2 separate regions of the Mus musculus genome follow, and region 1 is linked to region 2. A link is a contact called in public promoter capture Hi-C data. All regions are on one chromosome and are shown on one strand. Each heading gives the region's core, a stretch centred on a gene start, on an enhancer-like site or on the middle of the called end of the contact. The rest is flanking DNA. Distances are from core to core; before and after follow the strand shown.

Region 1 (4,991 bases), core at 1,574-4,073, 130 kb after region 2:
GATGAGAATTTCTTACTGGACTTGGAGCTAAGCTGGCAGTCAGCAAGCCTGAGGGATCTTCCTGTCTGCAGGACCCATCCCCAACATGGGGCTTAAGGGCACATGTGACCATGCTTGGTTTTTTTCTGCACAGATGCTAAGGCTCCTAACTAGATCTTCATGCCTTAGCAGTAAGCGCCCTTACCCACTTAGAAATCTCCCCAAACCCATAACTAGCTTTCAAACTGTGGTTTCAGACTTAAGTCCTTGTGTTTTCAAGGCAAGCACCTTCATTAAAGACATTTCCCTAGTCTCTAGTGTAGCAGGACATATATCTCCCAGTGAGGAAGGAATTTAATACTACCCAGCACAAAGATAGCAATTACATTTTAGGCTTTCCCCCAATGCACCAGAAATGTTTAAGTCTTAGGTGTGATACTGTGGTGAGTACTTGGTGGAGGGGGCTCATTTCCACCCTTCTCTAGTCAAATAGAAAATGCAGCATCTAACTCATAGCCTTGTCTAGCAAATGATCTCATTCTCAGGCGACCTCAGCCAGATCCATGTTCCAGACAAGGATGGGGCCCCATCTGGCATACCTGCTCCTCATCAGTCTCTATGATGACCAGTTGGGCCCCCAGTTCCTGGCAGGCAGTGGTGGAGTTGTGCCAATTTCTTTGGGACTTGGAGAAGAAGTAACAGCTTCCATTGAAGAATGTCCAGTCCCTGGCGCAGGGTTGGCACAAGCCATCTGTTGGAGGAAGCAGATCATATGGACATACTTAGATGTCTGTGTTCCCATTTCTCCTCAACCTACAAGGTCTCCAGAACCAGGGTTCTTACTTATCACTGCATTCTGGGGAGCCATTCCCCTCTGTGTTTCCTTATCCTCTTCTTCACACAGAAAAAAATATAGAAGTCTTAAACCCATCTTCTCTAGTCATGGCAATGTAGGTGCCTAGAGTTCGGCACAAAAGTCAGGACTAGCTTGACTGAGTGCCTACTGTGTGCACAAGCCCTCTGTGAACTTAGAGTGCCCATGGTGTACATGGTCCTTGTTAACACTTAATACCGTCTATATGCATGGCTCCTGTGATTGTTTCGTGCATGGCCCCTATGAACATTGTATGCTTACTGTTTACATAACCCCTTTGATCACTGAATGTCTGTTGTGTGAATTGATATTGTGAGCATTGTCTATGCTGCATATAATTTCTGTGAATACTGAGTGCCTACTGGGTACATGGCCCCTGTAAACACCAAGTTCTATTTTCAGTATTATATTGTGATATCAATTCACAGAGAAGGAAATTGACACTCAAAGAGTCTGTTGACTGAAGGAAACTGACTCCCCTCCCATGGAGACCTGAGGGCCTGAATCCCTGGTCTCTGGCTACTCACCATGAACTTCAGCCTTCAGTTGCATGAGCTCCTGGTAGATTTTGTTCTGAACCTCTGAGCTGGGGACCTTTGACACTTAGCCGAGACAGGGAAAAAAAAGAAACACCTGTAGTTATTAAAACCTGTAGTTATACTCCTTTTTGCTGTGGCCTGCACTGGGTCCCTTGGGACATTATGTTGTTGGTTTTTTTGGAGGGTGGGTCTCACTATCTTGGCACTGATTTCTCTTGCTCCTGGGCATATGTCCTCATCTTATCTCAGCTTCACAAGTATTTAGAATTTCAGGTACATGCTTCCACCTCTGTGTCTAGGAAAATTTATGCCTGATGTCTTTAAACATGTATTTGCTTGATTAGTTATCTGTTTATTTATTCGTTTATTATGTGTATGGCTGTTTTGCCTGTGTGTATGTATATTCCATGTGTTTGTCTTGTGTCTTAGGAGTTCAGAAGAAGGTATTAGATACCCTGATACTGGGGTTTTAGATGGTTGTGAGCCATGGTGTGTATGCTGAGAACCAAACCTAGGTCTCTAGAAGAACAATAAGTGCTCTTAACTGTTGAGACAACTCTCCTGTCCTTGGTTAATACCTCTAAAGGCTAGGAAACTAGACACCCAGAGAAAGGTGGCCTATCAGGAGAAATGGGGACATAGCCCTTCTCTGAGACCCTCCCCTCCCCTCTCTGGTGTGCCAGAGATGGGGAGATGTCCCTGAGGAGTTCCTAGCACCACTGGAGGTTATGTTCTCAACTTGCATTTCCCATCACTTTCCCAGACAGACCCTAGAGCCAGATCAGAGAACTGAGCCTTTCATTGCTCCTGACCTAGGATCAGAATGATCAGCAGAAGCCCAGCCAAGAACAGGAAGGAAAGCAGCTGCAGGACCAAGGGGTTGCGGCTCTGCTTCGTATACTCTGCAGAACAGAAGGTAGTTGTATTAGAATCATAGTGGCCTTGACTTAGTGTTGCCCAAGAGATAGACTTAGTGCTGCTATCCTCCTCCTGCAGGGCACATGAGTCTGGACTCTGTGCCTCCTATGGCCCACAATTCTATTCCCCCAACCTCCATCTCCATCTCCATCTCAATCTCCATCTCCCAGGACTGAATGAGAAGTTTAGGATCTCAACTTCAATTTCCCAGGACCCACTTCTGGGGGAGGTCATCCACTTCCCCCAGGCCCTCACCCTGCTGTACCTGCCAAACTCTTGATTCCAAATTTTGTTTGTAATCGGGAGCTGATATCAGAATACCTGGTGCCACTCATCAAACACTCTTCATCCTCTGGAGAAACAGAGCACCAGTCAGAGCCTGAGTAGGCTCTGCCACAAGCTGCCCCTCAGGCCTCCCTCACGGAGATCCCACAGTCCTAGCCCATTCTTACCTGGAATGACCACTTGCTGTGTCTTTGATTCCATGGAGTCACTCATGGTTACTAGTGCCTGGGACTTCGAGAGAGCACAGCTTCTGTTGTCCCCTAATGCCCACTTCCTAGACATTCTGATAGGAAGAGAAAAAAGGAACTGAGTACAATGCTGAAGAGTTAGAGGGAGGAACCGCACCCCTGACACAGCTCATCTGGTGCCAGGCAACCCAGGAATTTTTTTAGGGCGAGGTCTGGGAAGACTAGGGTGTATACCAGAAAGATGTGGTCTATTCATCTTGTGACCAAATTTATGGGACACCTTTATCAAAGCCTACAGCCTATAGAGTACGTCTACTTTGCTATGTACTTTCCACTTGTGCTAAGGATTGGAGAGCCATAACCCATATTCCTGGTTATTCTGCCCCCACTAACTCATGCGTCTCTGCTTTGCTAGCATAGGGGCTCGCTGTGATTTCTGCTGACTCTGGTGTATTGACGGACAAAACATACTCCTATTAATGCAATGCCTGCTGCAGATCTACTCATTTTACCTCTCTATGCTGTAGCACATGATCATCTTTCCATTTCTGTACACCCAGATTAGGTAACAGGCTCATAGTCACACAGCTATTTCATGGTGAGCTGACGTCTGAACACAGCTAATCTGACTCTATGGTCCTCATTGTAAACTAAGGAGAATCAAATGGTCCCAAGGGTCAGCATATATTGAATGAAAAAAGGATGCATGTTTTTGTTGTTACTCTTCATGGGTAGCAAAGACACCCGTGGAAGCTGGGAATTGGTTCTTTTCTTCCACTATGTGGGAACTGGGGATCATATTCAGGCTATTAGGATTGGAGGCAAATGCCTTTATCTACTGAACCATCTTGCTGACCCATTTCATCTTATTTTTGACACAGGTTGCCATTGAAGCTTGAGCTCATTGATTCAGTTAGATTGGCTGTCCAGTGAGCCCTGAGAATCCTTCTGGTTCCGCCACACCAGTTCTGGGGAGATCTGGAAACTGTTGCTGACCCATTGCCCTTGCTTCAGGATGGCTTCTGATGGCAGGGCAGTTTCTGACTGGCTGCCTGAAGCCTGTTTTTTTTTTTTTTTTTTTTTCCTTGTAACCGACTTGTCTGGGCTTGCTTGGACTTGACCAGTCCTTAGGTCTAGTCTCCTGAACTGCCAATTTAAAGCCTGTCATGGAGTCATCCTAGCCTTCTCAGTTTGTCTTTCAGAGTCTGGGTTACCTTAGGATGATTTTTTCCCCCAAATTCTGTCCATTTGCCTGCAAAGTTCATGATGTTGTTGTCTTTAACTACGGAGTAAAACACCACATGTAAATTAACCACATTTACTTCATCCATTCTTCAGTTGAGGGGCAACTAGATTGTTTCCACTTTCATGCTATTATGAATAAAGCTACTATAAACATAGACCAAGTCTCTTTGTGGTAGAATAGAGCATCCATTGGGTATATGCCCAGGAGTGGTATCTGGGTCTAGAGCTACATCAGTTACCAGTTTTCTGAGAAACCACCATATTGATGTCCAGGGTATCTTGTAGAAGTTTGCATTGCTACCGGAAATGAAGGAGTGTTCTCCATGCTTCATATCCTCACCAGCATGAGCTGCTACTTATGTTTCTGATCTTAGACATTTCAAGAGGTGTAGATGTAATCTCACAGTTGTTTTGATTTGCACTTTCCTGATGGCTAAGGATATTGAACATTCTTTAAGTATTTCTTGGACATTTGAGATTCCTCTGTTGAGAATTCTCTTTAGAACTGGATTAAACTGAATTATTTGGGGCTTTTTGATGTTTAGTTTTTTTTGACACACACACACAGAGAGGTATATGTATATGTGTGTGTGTAAATACACACACACACACATATGTATAATATATATACACATATATATATGAAATTAAACCTCTGTCAGATGTGAGGTTGGTGAAGATCTTTTCACATTCTGTGGGCTACTCTTTTATCCCATTGATGGTGTCCATTGCCTGTGTTTCAGTTTCACAAGGTCCCATTCATTAATTGTTAATCTTTGCACCTATGCTATTGATGTTCTGTTCAGGAAGTTGTCTCCTGCATCAATGTGTTTCAGGCTAGACTATACCTTCTCTTCTATTAGGTTCACTGTATCTGGTTTTATGCTGAGGTCTTTGATCCACTCGGACTTGAGTTCTGTGCAGGGTGATAGATATGGATCTATTTGCATTCTTCTATATGCA
Region 2 (4,876 bases), core at 237-2,736:
CCTGCCTCATCATTACCCTGCATGTCCATCCCACAGGTTAGGGACGTGAGGCTTAGTGAAGAGGAGTTATTTAAGCAAGGTGATCTATGTAAACCTTTTCAGGGTGTGAGCGCCTTCACTTCCAGTCACTCACCTACGCCAGCCTTCAACTGGGTCAGTTCTTGGTAGACATTCATCTGATTGTTTTCTTCCTGAGAACTGGGTATTTTGTAGACTGGGCCAAGAAAATATAGTCACTGCAGTTATTAAATGCTTACTGTGTTTTTTGGTCTATACTGGGCCCCCAGGACCAAGATATCCTTTGTCCTCTCCCCCTTTTCTACCTCCTTCTTCTCTCCCCTCCTCATTCCTTCCTCTTTTTCTCTTTCTCTCTTTCTCTCCTTCTGCCCCCCCCGTCTCTCTTAGATAGTCTCATATAGTTCAGACTACATCAAAATTTTGATGTAGCTGCCTCTATGAACCTCTCCTTCCTCTGCTTCCTGAGTGCTGGGATTATAGGGATGTACCATTACACCCAGTTTTATGCAGTGCTTGGGATGGAGCACAGCTTTTTGAGCTTGTGAGGTAAGCATTCTACCACTTGAACAATGTCTCCAGTCTAGCATCATTTTCAAAACCCAAGGTCTTACTTAGTCCTATTTGATGAGGAAGATATCTAATAACCAAAGAAAATTGGATGTCTAAGGCAAGTGCAGCCAGTGTCTCTGTGCAGAACTCCTCTATTCAAAGGACCATGAAGACACAGTCCCAGTCAGTTGCTCCTCCCTTCTGGATCCCTCGTTTGAAGAGCCAGACTTAGGAGCCCCAAACACCAATCCTGCCTGACCTTTGACAAGGATGACAACCAGCAGCACAGAACAAACAGCTAGGAAGAGCACCTGCAGTGCCAAGGGGACTTGACTGTGGACCAGGCACCCTGTGGGAGAGAAGGGTTAAAATTTAGCACCTCAGCATTCCTGATTTATTGTGGCCCCAGTCAGGCAATCCATCTCTCACTCCCAAGGTACAGAATTTCATATCATAGCTTCTACAGTTCCCAGGTTCCAGATTCAGGATCTGAGCTTCCAATTCTCTGAACATCAGTGGCCTGAGTCCCAAACTCTACCCCCCCCCCCCCACAGAAACTAAGTTTATGTCTGGAGCTGACCACTCCATAGTCCCTCATTCTGTTTTACCTGTGAAGCTACTGAATCCAGAATTTGTTTGGAAGCCAAAGCCTTTGATGGAGTGCCTGGTGTGGCTGGATGTCAGCAGTTCCTCATCTAAGTGAATAGAGCGTCAGTCATATATAGGGTAGTCGGAGACAAACACTGACCTATTTGTGCCCCTTCCCCAAGCTCCCAGAGCACCAGCTCAGTCTCACCCAGAGGGCGAAGCTGCCTCTTCCCCATTTCCTTAGAATCACTCATGTTTCACAGCCACTTCTCAGTGCCAGAATCTGACAGAGACTACAGCTTTTATTTGCCACCTCCTTGAATCTTACTTAGGAAGAGAAATTGAGAAGTGAGTAATGACACCGGAAGAGTGAGAGGGAGGGGGCTGAGCATCTGACACACCAGGCAGGAGATACATTTTCCAGAAATTTCAGAGAGGAGTGAGAGGGCCTGTACTTCTCAGCAGAAATAGATGGTTCACTTCCAGTATGGTCAGCTCTGGAATGTCTTCTATAAAAGCCAGTAACTTGTAAAATCAAGTGACTTTTGGGTCTTTTTCAGTTATGATGGTGTGTGGGCTAGCAACACCATATCTTGTCAGAGACACCACCCTTTTTCATCTTGGTCTACTGATGGTGTCACTCATAGTGATTTCTTTCTCTTTTTTTCTCTGTTTTTGAGACAAGATTTTATGTAGCTCAGGCTAGCCTCAAACTTGACATGTAGCAGGAATGACTTGAACTGCCTCATCCCTTCACCTCCTGAGTTAGCTGGGGCTAACTGAGCCACATCGCCATCCCCCATTTTTTTATTTCCATGCATTCATTAAATTACACAAGTCACTTCCTTCTGGTACACCACTCAGCCAGGGGAAGATCAGGTGCTTCATCCTCCCCCCACCCTCCACCCAGAGACAGATTGACTCTCAAGAGATCTGTCATAATCAGACTCATAGGTAAGGCCCCCCCACCCCAATATATGGCCTAACTGGAACCCCCAAAGGGCCCAGCAGATGCAGGACATATCCACCCTATGGGAGACACATCTTCCTTCTGGTCCACAAAGAGGGCAGACTTGGTGCTCCAGCTCACCTGTCCACACCCAGAGACAGCCTGACTCTCAGGAGGTCTAGCATAACCAGGGTCACAGGAAGCCTGCCTAACTAGGGACACAGGAGGTCCCCCTAACCAGAGACAGCAATGTTTGCCTCCCAGAAGGTCTGCTCTAACGCAGCTCCCAGAGCTCTACCTTCCTACAAGGAGGGACAAGCTCCAGTCCCTGTCAGAGACAGCAAGGCTAGTTAACATTAGAGATAACCAGATGATGAGAGGCAAGTGCAAGAATATAGGCAACAGAAACCAATGCCACTTGGCACCATCAGAACCCTGTTCTCCCACCACAGCAAGCCCTGGATATCTTAATAAATCTGAAAAGCAAGATTTAGACCTAAAAATCCCATCTCATGAAGATGATGGAGCTCTTTAAGGAAGATATAAAGAACTCCCTTAAAAAAATACAGGTGAACACAGGTAATCAGGTAGACCCTTAAAGAGAAAACAAATAAATTCCTTAAAGAAATACTGGAAAACACAATCAAACAGGTGACGAAATTGAACAAAACCACCCTGGATCTAAAAATGGAAATAAAAACAATAAAGAAATTACAAAGGTAGGTAACCCTGGAGATGGAAAACCTAGAAAAGAGATCAGGAGTTATCAGATATAAGCATCGCCAACAGAATACAGGGATAGAAGAGAGACTCTCAGGTGTAGAAGATATCATGGAAAATATTGACACAAAAGTCAAAGAAAATACAAAGTGCAGAAAGCTTCTAACCCAAAACATCCAGGAGATTCAGGATACAATGAAAAGATCAAACCTAAGAATAATAGGAATGAATATAAGAGAGTGCAGATTCCCAGTTCAAAGGACCAGAAAACATCTTCAACAAAATCATAGTAGAAAACTTCCCTAACCTGAAGAAAGAGATGGCCATAAGTGTACAAGAGGCCTACAGAACACCTAATAGATTGGACCAGAAAAGAAAATCCTCCTGTCACATAATCAAAATACCAAATGCACAGGACAAAGAAAGCATATTACAAGCAGTAATGGAAAAAGGCCAAGGAACACATAAAGGCAGACCAATCAGAATTACATCAGACTTTGCAACAGAGACTCTAAAAGTCAGATCTTGGACAGATGTCATACAGATCCTAAGAGAACACAAATACCAGCCCAGGCTACTATAACTAGCAAAACTCTCAATCACCAAAGATGGAGAAACCAAGATAGTCTATGACAAAACCAAATTAAAACAATATCTCTCCACTAATCCAGCCCCACAGAGGATACTAGAAGGAAAGCACCAACACAAGGAGGGAAACTACACACAAGAAAAACCAAGAAATTAATCATCTTACAACAAACCCAGAAGAAGAGAACCACACAAACATAATACCACCTGTAACAACAAAAATAACACGAAGCAACAATTATTGGTTTTTAATTCTTCTCAACATCAATGGACTCAATTCCTCAATAAAAAGACAAAGCTAACAGACTGGGTATGTAAACAGGACCCAACATTTTGCTGCATATAAGAAACACACCTCAGTGACAAAGACAAACACTACCTCAGAGTAAAAGGTTGGAAAAAATTTCCAAGAAAATGGTTCCCCCCCCCCCAAAAAAAAAAAAAAAACAAGCTGGAGAGTAGCCATTCTAATATCCAATAAGATAGACTTCTACCCAAAAGTTCTCAAAAGAACACTTCATACTCATCAAAGGAAAAATCTGTCAAGACAAACTCTCAATCCTAAACATATATGCCCCAAGTGCAAGGGGCTACAACATTTGTAAAAGAAACATTACTAAAGCTCAAAACACACATTAAATCTCACACAATAACAGTGGGAGACTTCAACACTCCACTCTCACCGATGGACAAGTCATGAAAAAATAAACTAAATGGAGACACAGTGAAACTAACAGAAGTTATGAACCAAATGGATTTAACAGATATGTACAGGACATTTCACCCTAAAACAAAAGAAGATACCTTCTTCTCAGCATCTTATGGTACCTTCTCCAAAACTGACTATATAATCAGACACAAAACAAGCCTCAACCAATACAAGAGAATTGAAATAATCCCATGCATCCTATCAGATCACTACAGACTAAGGCTGGTTTTCAATAACAACAAAACAACAGAGCTCACATACCCATTGAAATTGAACTACTCTCTACTTAACGATAACTTGGTCAGGGAAGAAATAAAGAAAGAAATTAAAAACTTTATAGAATTTAACAGAAATGAAGTCACAGCATACCCAAACTTCTGGGACACAATGAAGGCAGTGTTAAGAGTAAAATTCATAATACTAAGTGCCTTCATAAAGAAATTGCAGAGATCCTATACTAGCAACTTAACAGCATAACTGAATACTCTGGAACAAAGGAATGCAAACACTCTGAAGAGGAATAGATGGCAGGAAATAGTCATATTTAGGGCTGAACTCAACCAATTAGAAACAAAGAGAATGAAACAAAGAATCAATAAAATCAAGAGTTGATTCTTTGAGAATATTAACAAGATAGACAAACCCTTAGCCAAATTAACTAAAAGGCACAGAAACAGATTAACAGATTCAGACATGAAAAGGGAAACAACAGAAACTGAGAAAATTAAAAAAAATTATCAGGTCTTACTACAAAA

The links. Capture Hi-C pulls out chosen DNA fragments and counts their contacts.
Region 1: a contact with region 2 is called in a promoter capture Hi-C map of adipose tissue. The contact joins the promoter of Cd209d here to the promoter of Cd209a in region 2. A contact is called at or near these places in 2 of 9 other capture datasets (adipose tissue and liver).

Annotation. Positions count from the first base shown.
Region 1 is chr8:3,875,676-3,880,666 of GRCm38.p6, forward strand. Cd209d (CD209d antigen) reads right to left here and starts at 2,824. Exons shown (of 7, transcript NM_130904.2): 1 at 2,763-2,824; 2 at 2,576-2,662; 3 at 2,205-2,294; 4 at 1,381-1,455; 5 at 579-730. The coding sequence starts at 2,808.
Region 2 is chr8:3,747,498-3,752,373 of GRCm38.p6, forward strand. It overlaps Cd209a (CD209a antigen), which reads right to left and starts at 1,487. Exons shown (of 7, transcript NM_133238.5): 1 at 1,364-1,487; 2 at 1,176-1,262; 3 at 827-916; 4 at 134-214. The coding sequence starts at 1,409.